3 separate regions of the Mus musculus genome follow, and all the other regions are linked to region 2. The links are chromatin contacts, called in public HiChIP or PLAC-seq and promoter capture Hi-C maps. All regions are on one chromosome and are shown on one strand. Each heading gives the region's core, a stretch centred on a gene start, on an enhancer-like site or on the middle of the called end of the contact. The rest is flanking DNA. Distances are from core to core; before and after follow the strand shown. Region 1 overlaps Rnf220 (ring finger protein 220). Region 2 overlaps Eri3 (exoribonuclease 3). Region 3 holds the start of Klf17 (Kruppel-like factor 17).

Evidence for each region. Promoter capture Hi-C pulls out the DNA fragments that hold promoters and counts their contacts. HiChIP or PLAC-seq counts read pairs in DNA pulled down with a chosen protein or histone mark.
Region 1: a contact with region 2 is called in an H3K27ac HiChIP or PLAC-seq map of embryonic stem cells, with 2.7 times the contacts expected there. The contact joins two enhancer-like sites. A contact is called at or near these places in 3 of 39 promoter capture datasets (the C10 cell line, cranial neural crest and second pharyngeal arch cranial neural crest), 1 of 484 Hi-C or Micro-C datasets (neural progenitor cells), 2 of 115 datasets of contacts at active chromatin or transcription factors (embryonic stem cells and trophoblast stem cells) and 2 of 9 other capture datasets (embryonic stem cells and liver).
Region 3: a contact with region 2 is called in a promoter capture Hi-C map of embryonic stem cells, with 2.6 times the contacts expected there. The contact joins the promoter of Klf17 here to the enhancer-like site in region 2. A contact is called at or near these places in 6 of 39 promoter capture datasets (embryonic stem cells, hematopoietic stem and progenitor cells, hippocampal neurons and 2 more), 1 of 484 Hi-C or Micro-C datasets (nephron progenitors), 1 of 115 datasets of contacts at active chromatin or transcription factors (embryonic stem cells) and 1 of 9 other capture datasets (pancreatic islet).

The regions. Positions count from the first base shown.
Region 1 is chr4:117,342,091-117,345,307 of GRCm38.p6, reverse strand. The region is part of intron 2 of Rnf220 (ring finger protein 220); the gene reads left to right. Among named protein-coding and RNA genes, the nearest start is that of Gm40231, 24 kb to the right of the region's middle. Within about 2 kb of position 1,732, at least 23 of the 459 cell types and tissues checked have an H3K27ac peak or open chromatin away from gene starts, as enhancers often do. A contact at or near this core is called in embryonic stem cells, where this site is marked.
Region 2 is chr4:117,579,204-117,582,710 of GRCm38.p6, reverse strand. Eri3 (exoribonuclease 3) reads right to left here. Exons shown (of 9, transcript NM_080469.4): 4 at 1-111. Among named protein-coding and RNA genes, the nearest start is that of Eri3, 31 kb to the right of the region's middle. Within about 2 kb of position 1,305, at least 4 of the 459 cell types and tissues checked have an H3K27ac peak or open chromatin away from gene starts, as enhancers often do. A contact at or near this core is called in embryonic stem cells, where this site is marked.
Region 3 is chr4:117,763,456-117,766,975 of GRCm38.p6, reverse strand. Klf17 (Kruppel-like factor 17) reads left to right here and starts at 1,310. Exons shown (of 3, transcript NM_029416.2): 1 at 1,310-1,475. The coding sequence starts at 1,431.

The DNA of each region.
Region 1 (3,217 bases), core at 483-2,982, 240 kb after region 2:
CCGCACATGAGGGGACAGTTTATAGTATAATGGCAACGTGTTGTAAATCATATAATAACATACCGCGGTGAGTGTTGTTAATTGAAAGCCTAAATGCCCCAGCCCACAGTCCAAGTGCTACATGTGCGTTGTCTCTTATTCCTTACTACAATCCCACGAGTCGGGTACAAGGAGTTCAGACTTCATCTTCCTCATGTGGAGAACTGTGGAAGCTCTTGAAGGCTTGGAAGGAGGCAAGCTGTGTTGTCAGATTTGCCTAGGTCTTATAAGTGGAGTCCTGTGACATGAAAAGGGAGGTGGGGGCTGGAGAGATGGCTCGGTGGTTAAGAGCACTGGCTGCCCTTCCAGAGATCTGTGTTCAATTCCCAGCAAAGCAGCTCACAATTGTCTGTAACTCCAGTTCCAGGGGATCTGACACCCTTACACAGGCATATATGCAGGCCAAACACCAATGCACATAAAATAAAAATACATAAATTATAAGGAACAAAGAAAGAAAGAAAAGGAAAAAGGGAAGGAAGGAAAAAGGAAGGAAGGAAAAAATGGAAAGAAGGAAAAAGGGAGGTGGCAGGCAGGATCAAGACAACCAAGGTGGTGCCTAAGCAAAGCAACTGCTTGGAGTCAGTCAGTGGAGACACCAGGTCAGGAAAAAGAAGTGACCAGAACCCACTGAAGGAGACTAAAGGTTGGGTATTTTGGAAATCGTGCAATCCAGGATCAGAAGCAAGTCTGGGAGGAGGCCAGAAGAGTTCATCTCGGATAATTGGAGCCACGGGATTGTCATCCATTAGCAGTGTCTGACAGTCTCAGGGAGCAAAAGGTACAGACAGAAAGTTTAAAGTCAACAGAATAGAGATGATGGAACATAGATTCCCAGAGGATGTGTTCCGCTTAAGGCAGAACTGGGCCTCATAAGCCCTTCATCCCGTAACCCTTGCTCTCTGTTGAATCACCTCTCTGTGTCTCCTGAGTTGCTCTCTGCCCAGTCGCACTCTCCATGTGACTGTGAAGAGCTGTGGCACGCATGCTCTCCTCCACAGACCTCCTGCTTTCCACCTGCAGGCTTACCACCCTGCTTTGCCTGGCTTCACTTCACTTGCCTGGCCCCTGCCCACTCCCCAGATTGTGCTTCCCGGCTTCCATTTGCTTACACTTGAGATGTGTGCCTTGCAGCCCACAAGCACACCACACCCATCCGTGCTCCTGTTTAGGAAGACTCCGGTGGCACACACCTATAATCATATACCTAAGAGGCCGAGGCAGAAGGGTCATGAGTTCAAAGCCAGCTGAAACGAAGTGGGAAAAGGGAGGAAGAAATGAAGGAGTGAAAGGAGAGAGAGAGAGAGAGAGAGAGAGAGAGAGAGAGAGAGATTATTTACTTAGCTCAGTAAAGAGTTTACTTGCTTGGTGTTCATTGCTTACTTCCTTGGTGATCGCAGGGCCTCATTTGTTCTCCTGTTTTGTGAGGACTGGACAGAGAGGGCACCCCACTCTGCCTGCCTGCCTTAGGGGTTCTGTAATTCTGCGATTCTGCCTGTTCTCCTTCTTACACTATGTAAACACAGCAGTCTACTGTATCTTCGAAGTCACTGTGACGAACCTTCCCTTCCCTGAACCAAGTGAGGTGCCTGCTTTATACTTGCGTAGCCTCTGGTGGGAGCCACCCCTGGGACCGTGGCTGTCTCTGTGTTTTGATTACCTGCCCTCTCAGCAACCTGCCCGCTTGGGAAATATTTGTTTAATAAATGAGATAATTGTGCCCCATGTTGACTGCTAGAGCTACCAAGTTAACTGGGACAAGGTCCTTATCCTGGTCAATAGCCAGTCTGTGTGTGGACACGCACTGTTTCCCTGGGGTGGATCACCATAGACCATTTAATAACAGTAGCACATGTCTTCCGTGGACATTGTCTCTTTTGATCTTTACAGTGGCGTTGAGAGAATGCAGGGAAGGCAGATTATTAGTTCCCAGGTCGTAGCTATAGGGAAGACAGAGGTGGAGAAAGGCTGCCATCTTTGTTGTTCCAAGTTCACTGCTTGAAGGAGAGGATATGGAAGCCATGGAACTCAAGCTGTTCTTTTTTAGGGGTGCCTACCAGCAGCTCCTCATCCTGCCTCCTCATCTTCCCTGCCTTTGGCAGGGGAGATCCTCCCCCCACCCTCCGCCCGCCCCACCTTCCCCGTACTATTGCTTCCCCACCCAAGTTAAGCTTGGGGTAACTCTGAACTAGGACTGGCTACTACTAGGCTGGCTCTAACCAGAGCTCCTCAGCCGAGCCAGGCAGGATGGGCCTCAGTGTAAACCGGATTTGCCTTGTAAACAGCTGAGCAGCTGGGCTCCGTCTTGGCAGGGGAGCCCCAGCACAACCCAGCAGGACATCCCCAGCTCAGCGGGGCATTGTCCAAAGAAAAAGGGGGGTAAAAGCTGAGTAAACAAGAAAGGATGGCCAGATTTTGATTCTCGGACTTGTTATTTCAGCCGCACTGGACCGATGGTGTACCGGCCATGGGGCGGGCCCCCCACTCTCTAGCTTTGTTAAACCAGAAGGGCTAAAGTCTGACAGATCTTCCCACCCCTTCCTCATAGGCTTAAGTGGGGACTGCTGGTACGTGAAGGTGGGCTCCAGGAGCTGACTGGAGGGCAAAGAGTTGGGCGTTTGCCAAGTTGCTGTGTTGATGCAGACAGTAGCCCAAGGACTTCATAGAGCAGGTGACACTGAGGGTCAAGTGGCCAAGGCTGTTGACAATGTTACCTTAGACATCTCCACTCTGTAAGGCAAGGCCATCCTGGCCATTCTAACCTTGTAATAATCTTGGTCCCCAAGTCCCACTTGGAACCTCAGTCTCAGGCTTCGCAGCCTAGTAATCCTGGGTCTTGGGCCAAATGCAAGCTTCCAGTGTCCTCGGGGTTTTCATCTCCAAACTACGGTCTGCTGTTTAGTTGTGTTTCTGTTGTAGTAAAATACCCTGGCAGAAGCAACAAAAGAGAAGAGGTTCGTTTGGCTTACAGTTCTGGGTTCTGTAGTTCATTGTGACCCGGAAGTCAAGTGACTCAAGTTTGAGAGTTCCATTCACAGTGGAGAGCAAACAGCACTGAATGAATGAATATGCACGCACTTGTACTTAGCTTACCGGCTGCGTTACACAGTCCAGGATCCTCTGCTCAGATAACAAGTCACCCATAATTAATGGCAGTCTTCTTGAGAATTAGTAAATT
Region 2 (3,507 bases), core at 56-2,555:
ACAGAAGGGGGTAAGCTGTGGGTGGACTACAGGCTGGACATACATGTGAAAGGTAGACTCGATTTCCATGGTCCGGCCATTTAACTTCAGGATGGGGAACTCAATGATTTCCTAGAATGCCAAAGAGACAGAAGAGAAGGTAAGTTATTTTGATCAACCATTTCAAATAACTATGCAAAGCCAAGAAAGAATGAGTGTTTGTGGCTCGTTCCTTCTGCCGGCTCAAACCCAAGGCTAGAAGAGGTGATGTCAACATTTATAATCCCACTGCTCACACTGCTAAAGCCTTCTCGTCGTTTTAGGGAAGGAAGACAGTGGTACACTCTGTCTGTTTCCCTCACAGAGGCCCATTCGGATGATCCTCTAAGACAAAGAAAGGCCTTCCATCTCTTTCTCGCCCAGGCTGTTGTCCTGAAATGTCTGAATCTCCAGGTAAGCAAGCAGCCATCACTCAGCACAGACTTCCTTGTATGAATCTTAAACACTGCCCGTGGTGGGATGGGATGGTGCGGAGGCAGGGGTGGGGGGGCAGGGGATCTTCATTAGTTTTTGTGAGGAAAAAAAAGGTGACAAACAAACAAACTCCCCAAATAAAGCCAAAGGGGACCTGAGAGACAAGAACACGGAACACAAGTTAATAGTGGCTAGTGCCTCCCACCTTTCCTCTCAAGCACTGCACACTCCCCTTTGCCTGCCCCTACCCGCCCAACCGCTTAGCCAGCCCTTCCCAGTCTGCTGGAAGGTAATGGAAGAGGAGGAGGAGGAGTGACAATTTGTTTGGTGTCTCTAAGATTAATTTGTCTCCGTTATTTAATAGAGATGCACAGCACCAAGGTCCTGGTGTGCAAACAGGCTTGCAGAACGCTGGCTGTGCAGCACGCCTCATACATCGTTCCTGGAGAGGGAGGGATGCACCAGAGGGGGGAGAGGGCAGGAGAGAGCACGCGCAGCAGAGAGAAGAGGGAAACCAAGGGGAGAGAATAAAAAAATATATTGCTTTTTAATATTCAAAAACAGTTTGCAAAATTTAATCAAAGCAGAGGAAAAGCTAACATTTTTACCACTTTGACATTTTTATTAGCGCTTTCATAAATTTTTAAAACATGAATGGAATTAGTTTACAACACCCACACACACAAAAAACTGCCCTGAAAACATCTGGAAGAGACAAATAGGAAATAATAAAAAAATAAATAAAAGCAAAATCTTCCAAGTAAAATTAGCATGTGAAAAAAGCCTACACTGCAGAGACAAAAGGGAGCTCTGCCCACACAGGGCCCCAACAATCCTCTTCGGGGCGTGCCTACCCCAGAACCCTCACTCTACAGAAGATCCTCCTAGAATCATCAAAGCCAAGGCAGAGACAGTCTGGAAGAGCAATAGAAAAACCACCACTGCTGACCACTTCTGACCACACTCAGCAAACCAGTGGGCAGGAAAACAGAAAGTTGTCAATTGTCTCTATGTCCCAAGGAAGACAACTACCATCCTTTGGAAACACATCCACTAATATTATGGACTTGTTTTTTTAAGTATTTATTTCAACCCAAAGCCTAACAGTAAGACTGAGAAACAAATCAATGCAGTTAGATTTCATATCAGAGAAATTTAAAGGCTCTGGTTGCCTGGTAGCCCTAGGCCAGTGGTTTTCAATCTTCCTAATGCTGTGACCCTTTAATACAGCTAAAGGTTGTGGTGACCCTCCCAACCAGAAAATTATTTTTGTTGCTACTTAGTAATTGTAATTTTGCTACTGTATGGATCATAATGTAAATATCTGATAAGCAAGGTACTGATACGTGACCCCTGTGAAAGCGTCATTCGACCAGACTCATTAGCTGACCGGAGCCTACCTGGTCCCCCTGAGCTGATCCCCAGAGATGAAGAAGCTGAAGAGAACTTATTACCAGACACAGGAAGGGCAAAACGGCTGCAAGGTTAAGGGCAGGAAGGCTCAGACTGCTCCCTAGGCTCCTGATAGACACCTCTTCTCCCAGTGGAGTGAAGGCCTCGTCCTCCAACTGGTAAGCCTTTGTTCCCATAAAGCACTATAAAGGAGCCCAAGCAGAGGGGAGTTTTGCTTTGGACAACTAAGTTGAGCATTCATTCACACACACATATACCATACACACTGTTCCTAAAAACTCACATATCCACAATTCCCAAGAGCTGTGGTGCATGAGTTAGACCCCACCCCCACCATAACCCCAGTTTGTAGTAAATCCTCCCTCTCCTACTAAATAGGAGAAACACGCCCCGCCCTGCCCCACCCCACCCCACCCCACCCCACCACACCCCCACCATAGAAAGCGCTGTACAGCCTGGTGAGTTTGGCTGCCCTGGTGTCCAAGGAAACAAATACAGCAGCTCCTCACTAACAACGTTAGCTGGGCCCGAAATGAGATTTAACCTGTGACACAACTGTACTTTTCATTTAAACTTTCATTTGGAAAGAAACAGTGTTTGGAGACCTGCAGTTTGTCCTGCTAATAAAGACAAGTGTTGGGACCTTTAAGGATGCCATTCATCTTTGGCTTTTATTAAATTCAATTTTCTTAAGCCTGTGATACATTATGAAATTAGGAGTTGACATTCCTCTGGAAACAAAAATATCTATCAAACATAAATAGGGGAAAACCTCTATTACCAAGAATGTATGGCTTAAAGTTGATCTCTTTCTACTTTTTTACAAGCACACGGTTTGTTTTAGATATGTGAGATGCTATTACAAATCTGGAATTTCATTAGTATTATAAAACAGAACGTGCTTCAGCTCCTGCTCTGACCAGAGCTGTACCAGCTTCCTCAGCAGGCTCTGAAAACCCAGCCTTGAGTCTCCCACTGAAGCTCACTCTGCATTCAGACTCTCCTGCTAGTGCTTCCTTCACTCTAGGGACACAGAGCTAAGGACCAAATTCACCTCACTGAGACTTGTCTCAGCTCCCATGGGAGCAAAAAAGAAAAAGAAAGAAAGAAACCTCCAAGATGCCTAAACCCAAGGCTCAGAGCACGTGAGATCGGCCTGTCAGCCAGGCCTAGTCCTCAAAACTCAAGAGGGACTCACAGGAGTCACATATACACAACATGGCCATATCCTGGAGTCTTTCCTCAGAAGCATCAGGAACTGTAACAACCTGACTGCACAGGACCTAGTTCTCTGAACCGCTGAAATGCAAAGAGGAGCTTATGGCAGAAGACTCTAGAAAGATTCCTAAAAACAAAACAAACAATTGTTTTAAATGGAGCTGGGGAGATGGCTCTCGAAGAAACCCTGAGTTCAGTTCTCATTACTCACACCCATCAGGTGGCTCACAGCCGCTGTCACTAAGTTCTGGGGGATTTGCAGCCTCTGGCCTATAAGTGCACTTGTACTTATATGTACGTACACACTCACACATAAATTACAAATACAAATGTAAAAAGGAAGGCCCTCTGAGGGGTCAGAGCAGAAAGACCTTACAGATAACTTCTTTCCATCCCACACTGTCCAGCAAGCCACACAGCACA
Region 3 (3,520 bases), core at 61-2,560, 180 kb before region 2:
TCCCCCATCAACTCAGTAAAGCACTAACTTCTGCTCATCACCTGTTATCTTAGAATGTCATACACTGAGCTGGGCGTGGTGGTGCAAGCCTTTAATCCCAGCACTTGGGAGGCAGAGGCAGGCAGATTTCTGAGTTCGAGGCTAGCCTGGTCTACAAAGTGAGTTCCAGGACAGCCAGAGCTATACAGAGAAACCCTGTCTCGAAAAACCAAAACCAAAACCAAAAACAACCCCCCCCCCCACACACAAAAATGTCACACACTGACCAAGGACAGTCATTCATACACACACACACACACACACACACACACACACACACACACACACACACACTTTTATTTTGCTAGTGGTTTGCTTGTTTTTTTGGCTGGTTGTTTTTGCAGGACCAAGTCTTGCTGTCCTCACTGCCCAGACTGTTCCTGTACTCAGCATCCTACTGTCTTTACCCTGGGATTACAAATGTGTGCCACCTATGCCCAGATTCAAAGGTATATTATATTACTAACTTAATTTTAAATTTGAGATGGAGTCTGCCCATTCAGGAACTCAATATATAGATCGGGATGGTCTTGAATTCAGAGACCTGTCTGCTTGCCTTATTTCTCTCCAAAATAAATCATTTTTTTTTAACATTTATTTTTATAGTGTGAGTGCTTTGCCTACAGGCATGCATGTTCACCTGCATGGTACCCAAGGCAATCAGAGGAGGGTGTTCAATTTCCTAGAACTGGAGTTACAGAGAATCAGCGCCCCCACACCGGGTATGGTTAATACTGTGGGATGCCTAAATTGTACGGTGTGGGCATCTGGGCGTCACTTTGCATGGAGGAAGGACAGAGGCGCTCCTCCTTAGCCCTATGAAAACCTACTGTGTTGGTCTGGAGGGATTATGGTGTCTCTTTTGTCTACAGAGGCTGTGCACCCTTCCTGTGTTATCAAGCCTTTCTTCTGTTTCTCCACTGAGATCAGAGAGACTGGCTTGACTGAAGTCTCAGATCGCGGTTTCCCCAACACTCCTTTCTGTCAAGCAGTTGCTCAAAACTGTAGGTTAGAGGGTCTAGGTAGAGAAGGGCGGAGTGGGGTAGGGGATAGGGGGTTTGTGGAGGGGAAACTGGGAAGGGGGAATAACATTTGAAATGTCAAAAAATAAAATAATAACCAATAAAAACTGGGGGGAAAAGTGCTAACGTTCAGTGGTTTCCCGGACCCTGCAGGCATAAGGCCTACAGAGTTCTGGGATTGCATGGATGCTGAGTTGGGAGGGGACTGGGTGGGTGGGTGTGGCCTTGACTCCGCCCAGTGCTCAGAGGCAAATAAAAACTCCACGCAGCCATTGTGGGATTATGGCGTAGTAGTGTTGGGACCCACGCCTGTGACGGTGTAAGGGCCGGGCAGCCTCCCGTTTGTTCTCAACTTGGGTCTCAGCCGGCATGGAGCAGGACAATAAGGAACAGGCTATGCACCAGCCTCCCATGGTGAGTCTTTGGTCCACCCTAGGGTGGCGCAGGTGTTGGTGAAGAATGGAGGGTGTGGATGGGGTGAGGCTGGCGGTGGGGGGGGGGGGGGAGGGAGAGAGGGCACAGCCCAAGGGAGGCTTGTTTAGTCAAGTATGTTTTAAAGCAAGCGTTAGAGTCTGTGTTGGGGGGGAAGGACTCACCTGAACTTTATAGAGAGGAGTCTGTATACCACCATGTGAGGGGTGGGGAGGGAAAATTTACTAATTGGAGCCCTTTGCCAAACTCAACTAATAGTTCTTGGGTTACTTTTTTTTTTTTTTTCTTTTTCGGGAGGAGGAGGGGAGTTTAAAGATGGTGTTGCTGGGCAGTGGTGGCGCACGCCTTTAATCCCAGCACTTGGGAGACAGAGGCAGGCGGATTTCTGAGTTCGAGGCCAGCCTGGTCCACAGAGTGAGTTCCAGGACAGCCAGGGCTACACAGAGAAACCCTGTCGTGTCTCTGTGTAGCCCTGGCTGCCCTAGAACTCTCGGTAGACCAGGGATCTGAGAGCGATTGTAGGGACAGATTTGTGTACTGCCGTTGAGGAGGAAATTTATTTATTTGAATCCTTTGCCAGACTCCACTGGTAGTTTTGGGGAGTCCGGGTAGGGGGGAGGTTGAAAGATGTTTTTTCTTTGTAGCCCTTGCTGTCTTGGAACTTTCTCTGTAGACCAGGCTGGCCTCAAACTCAGGTCTACCTGCCTCTGCTTCCAGTGTTGGGATTAAAAGTGTGAGTCACCATGCTATTTTTTTAAATTTAATTATTTTCTTATTTTGAGACCAGGTCTCTAGGTAGTCCTCTTGTTCTGGGCTATGTAGACCAGACTAGCCTCAAGCTCAGAGACTGGCTTGCCTCTGCCTTCCAAGTGCTGGGATTAAAGGCGTGTGCCACCACTGCCTGGCACCACAACTGTTTTTAATAACAAATATTAAAGCCTCTAACCCAACCCCGTCTCCAAATGTGCTCTTAAATAGGGAGGCTCACTTGAAGGCTAGAAAGCTATTGTGACAATCCAGGTGAGGGTTTAAATAGTGAGCCCTAACATGCAGAAGGAGAATCTAAACATGGGGAGTTATTTTGGAACCGGAACGAGGACTGGTGGGAAGTATTTGGGAAATAGAGGGCCACTCCTGGTGGGAAGAGGCCAGGAGCCCTGGAAGTAATCCTCCAAAAACTTTGTTAAGACAGTCTCTACAAAGGCTGGCTATCCTGGAATTCATTATGTAGACTAGGCTAGCCTCTTAACTCACAGAACACATGCGGCTCTGCCTCATGAGTGCTGAGACTAAACGCCTGCACCCTGACACCCGGCCTCCCCGAAAGTCTTACTCCAAGTCAGGCACAAGTCTACTCTGATCTATCTTGGCTGTTCGCCGTGCAATGGCGTGTTTTACACATGTATGATGCATATTGAGCACATTCATCCCATATGCCCCTCATACCACCTCCGATTCCTGCTCTCATGCACACTGGGTTTAAATGCTCATGGCTTGTTCCTTATATTTTTAGGAACCCACTGAGTTTTCCTAGATGCCTGTAGGTTTTGGGTTTATTTAGTAAATCATGAATAATTTACCAGTACAATTTATACAAATGACTCTCCTTACTTCAGCAACTTTAAAAAATACCACTAAGTCCTTAACTAAGGGTAAGTTTCATGTCCGTGTTCCCCTCTAAAGTTTACAAATGTGCCTCCATAGCAAAAAAATTTTTTTTAGAATCTCTAGCCCTTTACTGGTCTGGAATTTACTATGAAAACCAGGCTGCCCCTTAACTCACACACAGATCTGCTTGCCATGTATCACCGTACCCAGCTTGCCAAAATACTAATTCTGTACTGTTAAAATTAGTAACAATTTCTTTTGTATATATTCTGTAACTATTTTCTTCATGGTTTTCAGGGATATTGATGTACGCTGCTTAAGTTCAAAAGTACAATTGGTGTCGTGACATTATGCTTTATATATAGTATTATATAAATTTCAGGTTTATGATCTTTATATATATTAAACATTTATTTATT